2 separate regions of the Ovis aries genome follow, and region 2 is linked to region 1. Evidence: chromatin contacts called from public Hi-C data. All regions are on one chromosome and are shown on one strand. The core of a region is the stretch at or near the end of the contact, and the rest is flanking DNA. Distances in the headings are between cores, read along the strand shown.

The links. Hi-C and Micro-C count contacts between places; a contact is called where the count stands out from the background.
Region 2: a Hi-C map of blood shows a contact between it and region 1, with 4 times the contacts expected there. The contact joins two enhancer-like sites. A contact is called at or near these places in 4 of 16 Hi-C or Micro-C datasets (blood, liver and tail adipose tissue).

The regions. Positions count from the first base shown.
Region 1 is chr3:6,470,851-6,475,261 of ARS-UI_Ramb_v3.0, reverse strand. GPR107 (G protein-coupled receptor 107) reads left to right here. Exons shown (of 18, transcript XM_060411672.1): 9 at 28-161; 10 at 4,310-4,385. Among named protein-coding and RNA genes, the nearest start is that of GPR107, 23 kb to the left of the region's middle. Within about 2 kb of position 2,536, at least 17 of the 54 cell types and tissues checked have an H3K27ac peak or open chromatin away from gene starts, as enhancers often do. A contact at or near this core is called in liver, where this site is marked.
Region 2 is chr3:6,639,693-6,644,085 of ARS-UI_Ramb_v3.0, reverse strand. It overlaps a transcript of FNBP1 not described here. Among named protein-coding and RNA genes, the nearest start is that of USP20, 50 kb to the left of the region's middle. Within about 2 kb of position 1,840, at least 51 of the 54 cell types and tissues checked have an H3K27ac peak or open chromatin away from gene starts, as enhancers often do. A contact at or near this core is called in liver, where this site is marked.

The DNA.
Region 1 (4,411 bases), core at 1,287-3,786:
GTGAAAATAGTCTCATGTTGGTTTCAGATCGAGATCACAGAGAAGAATCCTGACAGCTACCTTTCAGCAGGAGAAATTCCTCTCCCCAAATTGTACATTTCCATGGCCTTCTTCTTCTTTCTCTCTGGGACCATCTGGATTCACATCCTTCGAAAACGACGGTAAATTATCACCTTGAGCCCTTCAGCCCCCAGGGCTTGGGGATGTGTTTGTTTAATTTCACCTGTTGCTGTCTTCTGAACCAAGAGACCTTGTCACTAGCAGTCCTGTTCTCTTCAAAGGGCACCTTCCCCGAAACAAGGGGGACTCTGCAGAAGCCTTACAGTGTGGGAGGCCTTTGCATGTAATGATGTTTGTTTACTTCTATGCTTGGTTTAAAAAGCAAATCCAAATATTTCAGTAATATACAGTCGAAGTAAAATGTATAAGCAAAGTGTTTCCATAGCAAGGTCTGGAGAAGGAAATGGCAACCCACTGCAGTACTCTCGCCTGGAAAATCCCATGGACGGAGGAGCATGGTAGGCTAGAGTCCATGGGGTCACACAGAGTCGGACGTGAATGAGCGACTGGGCGACTTCACTTTCCATAGCAAGCACACCCCAGCTCAGGACTCAGAGTGAATGCATTGGTCACGTTCAGGGGCTGTTTGTTCTTAAGACAAGAGGCGCGACCGTGGTTCAGCGCCTGGTGGGAGCATGGAGCTGCTGCCGAGCTCCGAAGGCCCAGCCGGGGTTGACACTGCCCTCCAGAGGCTCGAGAAAACCTCTTCAGAGCCTGCCTGCCTGACTCTTGGCCTTTCTCCTGAAACCCCCGAGGCTTTAACTTCCTCTTCTTGGTATTTGAGGGGAGTAGCAGCATATGAGTGATTAATCACTAGTGAGAACTAGTGATTAATTCTGTGTCCCTCCCCCAAAGTGGAAATGAAATGCTAGTTTTCAGTTAAAGAATAGTGTTTGTTATAAAGCCCATAAACTGTGTAAAGGATGGTATGGAAATATGGTATCATAATAGAGATTTAAATTCACACAATAAATGAGTACCCCAAATACCAGATGCCTCCTCCTCTGGAGCAGTGGGCCAGAAGTAGAGACCTCTAAGCCCTGGAGGCCTGCCTGTCTTCTAGTGGACATGGCTCCGCTCGAGTACTGGGCTCTGCTGGGTGCAGTTTGCTGTTTCCTGTTTGTTGTATATCTTTTACACCCACTGGATGCAAAGAACATCTTGTTTGCTTGTGAAGGACTCTACATAATCATGTTTGGACTAGAGATCGGGAAACCATTAACAAGAGAAAAAGAATCCTGCAAATTCAGGCCATAAAAGATGGTGGAGGGTGGTTTTTTGTTTTTTGTTTTTTTTTAAGAACGTTTTGCTCTTAACTTTAGTAGACAAGTAAGAACTAGGAGTTAGAAACCTGGTTTTCAAACGTAAACGCTGACTGTTGTTGCTGCTGATTGAAGTGTACCTGGCTTCACTCTGTAATTCTGTTTCCTCAGCTGCAGAACTGGAACAGTCATAATCTGCCTAATCTGCCTTCCTCTCAAAGTCTTAGATCTTCAGACTTCTTGTGTGATTTCCCCTGAAATGCTGTGTACAAGAGGGCTTTGCAAATCAGTGCGCTATGCAAAGATGAGACACATGCAAAATAGTTTAGCCAGATGTTCAGTGGTGTTTTAAATTCCCTTTATTTAGCGAGGCAACAGTCAGTGTCACTGGTTCACTTTTATATAAAACTGTGATGACAGTTTAAAACCTGTGGTTAAACGAGGCTAACCTGCTTTGGACAGCATATTTGAAACTTCTTGTTGAAGTGTAGTGTAGATCCAGAAACGTGTTGTTCTGGCCCTCTGCCACCCACCCCGCCCCCCATGTTTTTCCAGGAGCCTTGAGCCACGTGGGGTTGGTGATTCGAGTCACGTCATGGATGTGACTCTAGGGCTCTCGGAGAGACTCGCAGGCCCTAGAGCTGGAGGGAGCCGAGAGACTTGGCCCTTGGCTTGTTGAGGCCTTGAGAGGGGAGGTGAGAGCCACGGTTGGCGTCCCGGGCACAGCTGGCCTGGGCCCACATTGGTCTGCTGTGCCATCGTGGCCTCTCACGTCCGCGAGTTCTGTCATGGCCCTGGAGCACGGGGAGCTGGGGAGGGAACACAGACACCTGGCCTGCTTGGAGCTGCTCTCCGCCCAGCCCGGCGCTGAGTGTGGCGGCGCCATTTTCAGCAGAGGTTTCTGAGGCCTCGTGGGAGGAGGGCGGTCAGGGTAGAGCCCGTGTATGAGCCTGGTCGCTGCCCCCTCAGAGCTGGAACTCTTGCCTGCCTTCACCTGCCGGCGCCGCTGTCCCCCAGGCTGCAGGTGGAGGGGGCCAGGCCGTGGGGGTGAGCCCAGCCCTTGCCGGCTGTGCAGCCTGGCTGAGTCTCGTGGCTATTGAGGACGGACAGACTCCTCTGGCCTTGACTTCCCTTTCGACCTTCAAGTAGGTAGGCCCCGGAGCAGGAAAGAACCAGGGAGGAAGCCAGCCCGGAAACTGGTGTGCGTCACTCAGGACCCGCCCTCCTTATCGTTCTGTGCAAGGCCCTCTCCTGTTTGACTTCCTGTCCCCTCGTTCCTTCCCACCCACGGCCAGCCGCCCAAATGTGTTTCGTTTGTGTTTGGGGTATTTGTGTATCTTGATAAACAAATCACGTTTACTGGTATTGAATGTATTTTTAATTCATATGAACTGTCCTGTCTGTAGGTATTGTTTTCGTACCTTGTTCCACTCGGTAACGTCCTCTTTAAGACGCAGGCACATCGCTGGTGTGCACCCAGTTCATGGCTGTTCAGCTCCTCTGTGGCATCCGGTGGGCGCCCCATTTCGCTTGCCCGCCCTCTTCATGGTGGACCCTTAGCTTGTCCCCAGACGGCTCGGGCAGCCTCTGAGGTTCATTCCCGGAGGAGGCGAGCTGGGCATGGGGCGAGTGCTCTTTTAGTTTCACCGAGCACTGCTAGGTTGCTTCCTGGGGTGCCTGGGCGGGCAGGTGCTGCACTGACGCCTGAGTCGGTGCCTCGTTTTCTCTGGTGTCTTTCTAGAGTTACATCTGCCTCCCAGGCTTCCCCGCGTGACGGCCTGTATTTGCATTATCCTTCCGTCAGGTGTTCTGTGTGTCCCTGGTTGCTGTGCTTGAGTTCCGTGCACATTTGAATCTCAGTCCCTCGTATGCCTTAAGACATTGCCTATTTCTTTTCCCAGCTGAATTGTTGAGGGAAAATCTTTCACGTTAATGGAGTCGAGGCCATGTAATTGTAGTCTTCTGGGTCGTGCCTCGTGGATCCTGAGAGGCCCATTCCTACTCCAGATCACAAAATGTCTGTTTTCTGTTTAGCAGCCAAATCCCCCTGGGGTATAGGCAAGCATGAAGCTGAGGTCAGCTTTCCTCATTTATTATATAGGTTTAAGCTGAGTTTTTTTTCTCCTCCAGTGCCAGGTATTAAGCAGTCTATTCTTTTCCCACTGACCTGGTGTCACCTTAAATATTAAGCTTCCGTACAAGCACAAATCTGTCTTTAAGCTTGCTAGTCTGTTCTGTTGGTTTACTTCTCTGATGCTCACTGTCCCCCATTTTTTAACTGCTGTGTCGGGGAGGTCCCCCTGTCGCTCTTCCTCAAGTCTTTGGTTTCTTTCATAGGGTTTAGAACTTTTTCTCTGTCATGGTTTTGTGTGTCTCAGGTTAACTCCTAGGGCGAGGCGGGAAGGGATAGAGGAATTGAATGCCTGGCAGCCTGAGGGTGGACTAGTACCCGCAGAGGAGGTGGGGGGGGGTGGGTGCTGTGTCTCACTGGCCTGGTGTGTTTGGCAGGTTCCAGCTTCAGGGGACAGAGAGGGGCATGGTCTTTGACCATCCCTGCTACCTAGCACCAAGCCCACCTCTCTGGGCTAGCGATTTCCCCTGGAGCTGTGCCCAGTCGCCTCTGCCTTCTTGGGGATTTTGTGCCGTTTTCATAGATGCATCTGCCTCTTTCTTGCCTCTGTGGGCTTTCCAGGGTGGTTTCCGGACAGGAAACTGGCAACCTGTTTAGATTTCCATCTTATCAGGCCTGGGAACCCATTGTGCATAACTTGGCTCCATTCACAGAGTTGGATTACATGGTAGAGTTGACTTAGGACCCCATTCCACGCCTTCTCTGCTGGCAGCAACCACTTTTTTAAAAAAGCTTTGTGTTTGTGGTTTGCTTAGATCATATTTACGACTTCCTTGTAAATATTTGATGGGTGGAGCTTTGGCTGTCCTTTGGGAATGTGAAATTGTCCTTAAATTCTTTTCTCTCTGTTTTATAGGAATGATGTCTTTAAAATTCACTGGCTGATGGCTGCCCTTCCTTTCACCAAGTCTCTTTCCTTGGTGTTCCACGCAGTATGTATTAGTGTTTTGGGGTCATT
Region 2 (4,393 bases), core at 591-3,090, 170 kb before region 1:
AACTTGGTTCACAGACGAGTGGAGACGGGCAGCACTGGGCGGCAGAGGAAGTCACCTCCATCTTCTGTCTCCCACGTGGCATCCTGTGGTCCTGCTCCTCCCTCCAGGCTGGCCCAGGCCTTGCTCTAGCAGCGCCTTTTAGAGTCAAAAGCCACCTGGCAGACCGGGAAGTCTGTAGACCAACTGCTACCTGTGTCTGCAGGCCTTTCCACCTGTCTGTGCTTCTGTTCACAAAGCTTCATCAGAAAATACATTGGTAAGGCGCTGCTGCTGCTGCTGCTGCTAAGTCACTTCAGTTGAGTGCAACTCTGTGCGACCCCATAGATGGCAGCCCACCAGGCTCCCTGGGATTCTCCAGGCAAGAACACTGGAGTGGGTTGCCATTTCCTTCACCAGTGCATGAAAGTGAAAAGTGACTGAACTCGCTCTTAGCGACCCCATGGACTGCAGCTTACCAGGCTCCTCTGTCCATGGGATTTTCCAGGCAAGAGTACTGGAGTGGGCTGCCATCGCCTTCTCCACTGGTAAGGTGCAGCTATCCCCAAAGTGTAGTTTCCTTACCTTTATGCTAGTTGGAATTCCATGCGAATAGTAAATTGTCCTGCAAGTCTTGCCCAACCACACTTTGAGTCCCTGAGAGCCTCGGGGAAGGAAGTGGTGTTTCAGAACTGTTCCTCCGTCTGGCTCTCTTCCCTATGACACCGGTATCTGTCCACGGTTGAGAGGCTTGTTGGTTATAGCAAAGGCACAGGACGCAGAAGGAATCAATGTCTTTGGGAAAAGCTCTTAGAGAGAGCCATCCCCATTTTAGACAAAGCGTGTCCAGGAAGGCTGCCCCCAGGATGTGTATGTTCCGATGCAGCCTCCAGGCCGTCTTTGGACCAGACACCAGCATGCAGCCCAGATGAGGGCTGACAGGAGAGTCGGCACCGCAGGCAGGGCTCTTGGCCTGGCATGGTGGGAGGATGTACACACGTGCAGGTCATGAGGCTCCTGGGGCAGAATGCCGCAGCACCCAGGGGATCCTCCCCACCCCCTTTGCTTTCGGGGCCGACAGAGGAAAATGAAATCCCCGTGTCCTCCTGCAGCTTTTGGCCCCCAGGCTCTGAGGACAAAGCCACGTGGGGGCGGTTCTGTTTCTGCTCCCATCTCCAGCTCATGGGAGGTCATTTAAGTAAGCACCACTTGTTCTACCATCTGGACAGAGACAGTGTTAGGTCTGAACATGAGCAGCTGTGGCGAAATGACTCGTGACACAAAGAGGCTGCTGAGTGCCATTCTGCAGCCTTTGCACTTTAATCCTGGGTCTCAAAGGGTGCTGCAACAAGGCTTATGCCTCCCCTTCTCAGAAAAGTCCAGCAGAAGCCAGAGAGGAGAAGGAGAGGCCCTCTGTAGGCCAGGTGGGCAGCGCCAGGGTCTGGACTTCCTTACTGCCCAGGACTCAAGGAGACGTTAATCCCCACGTGGCGGCTGGGCCTGCTGTTGGTCACCATCCGGGCCTCCTGCTCCTTCCCTCACTCACACCTGCACCATCCCATTTTTTTTGCTGTCCTGTGGATCGCACAATCCAGAGATCTCTTTCGCTTTAATTTTAAAACGGAGGGCATCCTGGAACCACCCACCCCTGCCTCTGCCCACTCCCATTTCCGGTCTGGTCGCCCTCCTGGGGACCCTCGTCCTTCCCTCCTCGCAGGCAGGCTTCTCTGCCACTAGGGGTCGCGCGGGCGCCTCTGCGCATCGGCGGGCGGGGGCGGGGCCGGCCGCAGGGGGCGGGGAGAGACGGAGCGGGGCGGGGCCTGGCCGGGGCGGATGCTGCGATTCCCGGACCCACCGGAGGAGCCTGACCGACGAGTCTGAGTCAGGACTTTCTGCGCTACCGAGGCTGCCTTCGGGAGCGCACCAGGAAACCAACGGTCCGCCGCTCCTACTGCGTCACCGCCCCTGGTTTCCGACCCCGCAGGGGCGGGAGGTGGGTCGCAGAAGGTTCAAGTGTCACTTCCCCAAATACTTGAACCAAGTAGCTGTATAAAGATGGGCCGAGCTGGACGGTTCAGTGTTTCAGACCTGCGAGCGGGGTGAGGTCACAGAGCTCCCAGCCCTGAATTCTGCCCAAGAATCAGAATAACACCATCACGGAGACGGGAGTGAGCTCCCGGTCAGAACTGACATCTAAGCTGTAGCTGTGGCGTCGACCGAGTGCTTTCTTGCCGGCCTCCTGTCCTCACCCCACTACCCCGGAACCGGAGGCCAGAGAGGTGGCGACACGCGCCCCAGGCTGACCCAGCTCCCAGCTCCTCGGTGCTCGCCGGTCCGGCCGGCCGGTGGGGGTGGTGTGGGGGGGGGGGCGGGGTGGAGAGGGCGGTTCTAAGTGAGACAGGTGGAGACATTCTGCCTCTTACAGACTGTTAGAGACTATTCCCCAAATATGAGAAAAGCTCAGAAAGAACGTACTGGCAACATTCTTCCCATACTAGCCCTTTACTGACAACCTGGACCTGCCTCGGCAGGACAGTCATAGGCCGCCTTGTTCCCTTGACCACCCCGTCTCTTGCCCGAGAACCCTGCCTTGGCTCTCTGACACCATCCTCCCCAGCAGAGAAGACATCAGGCTTTGCTGAGAACTTGGCAATGTCCGTAGGAGGAGCCGAGGCCACAGTGAGGCCTGGCGTCTCATTGGTGGCCTCCCCTCCCACCCCCTCAGCAAGTGAGTGGCACTTGGCATTAGCTAGGGCGCCCTGCTCACTTAATATTTCACTCCCTCACCAACTGTTTTCCTACCTTGGCTCTAAAGAGCCTTAAGAAACAAAGAGGTCTGGGCATGAACCAGACTCCCCTTCACAAAACCCGGGGTGAGACTGTCAGCGCTGGGTATGGAAAGGGCCGGCCAGCACAGGCACAAGGCCCTCGCCCTTAAAGGCGGCAGGCTGTCCTCAGCTTCACATAAGCCAGTGATTATTCCAGCCAAGCTGCCAAGAAGAGGGTGGGCTTGAGCACTCGTGACACCAGACCACGAATGAAATGCAACCCTGCTGCAATTTCACAGCTCCCTCCAGCCCCCCACAGAAGGTAGGGTCCTCGAAATCCCAGCGCAGCTGCTAGCCAAATTTGCACGCATGAAAAATGTCCCAGACTGAAGGAGCTTCCCCAGAACCCTGCACTGAGTCAACCTGAATCCTGCATCACCAAGGTCTCTGACAGCTTTCCCCGGTGGGCCAGGGTGGAATTTCGAGCTGGCTGGGTCTGAAGCCCCTCTCCAGGCAGATGGCGCCAGGACTTATGTCCAGTTTACACCGTAAATCAATGACCTGATCGGAGCTCAGCCTCCAGCCCAGGGGACTCTGATTGCTTCCAAGACTGGGGTCACCTCTTTGTGCAACAAAGCAGTCCCGTGATACTGTGCCAGAAGTTACACTTTTATTTAACATTTAGAGGATTAACATATAGTTACAAGGTCAATATAAGCCTTCCAATGGAAGCACTTTATTTGGTTTAATTCCATCTCTAGAGACAAATGGGCAATTCCAGAACCTTTACAGTGGCAGTGGGCCGTTACAACACTGAAACGCCTCCAAAGTTTAGAATTAGTGCAACACACACTGATAAACCAAGAAGTTTAAAGGTGCTGGACACCAGGTTAAAATAGAATTCTGGATCACTTTTTAAAGTTTTTTTTTTTTTTTCTTTTGATGATATAAGCACAGGAGGCAGAGCCATTAGGAAGTATGAAATTGACTTTTCTGGAAAAATACTTAGCATCCACATAACCTTTTCATGTTCAGTAAACTTTTCCCCAGCAATTACAGATGTTACCAAAAAGGACTGAAGCCTCTGTACTAACCGCTGGAGAGACAGACTCCTCGCACCCCAAAGCTTCAGGGTGTTCATGATAAAAGCCCAAAGGAAAATCCCATCCCAGCTTACCATGCCTTTTTATTCTTTCCTATCCAGCAAAGGAAAAACTGGGTAAACGACAAGTTCCTCACTTTCTGTTTTTAAGTTATTTTCAGAGTACGTTCTTTAAAAATGAGTCATTCTTACGGCATAACAATATTCTAGCATCGGTGGAGAAATGATGGTCAGTGGATATGAGGGAAGGCTGAGAAAGCACATGGCAGAGTCCACGTTTCTACTCTATGTGAACTGCTCATAATAATATATAGACGATTTCACAGTAGGATTCCCAGAGTAAATGATAAATCTCAACTAGCCTATAATAACTTATTTCCTTGACTAAGCCCCAGCTGGTACAGCGCTCCCCTTTCCCCGTAGCCACACAGACTAGCAGAAAAGCAAACACCGAGGTGAACATTGAAAAGCACTTCTTCTCCATTCTTTTTTGGACGCAGGTGGTACAGAGAAAAAGAAAGGCACAGGGGATACAGAGGACACCAGC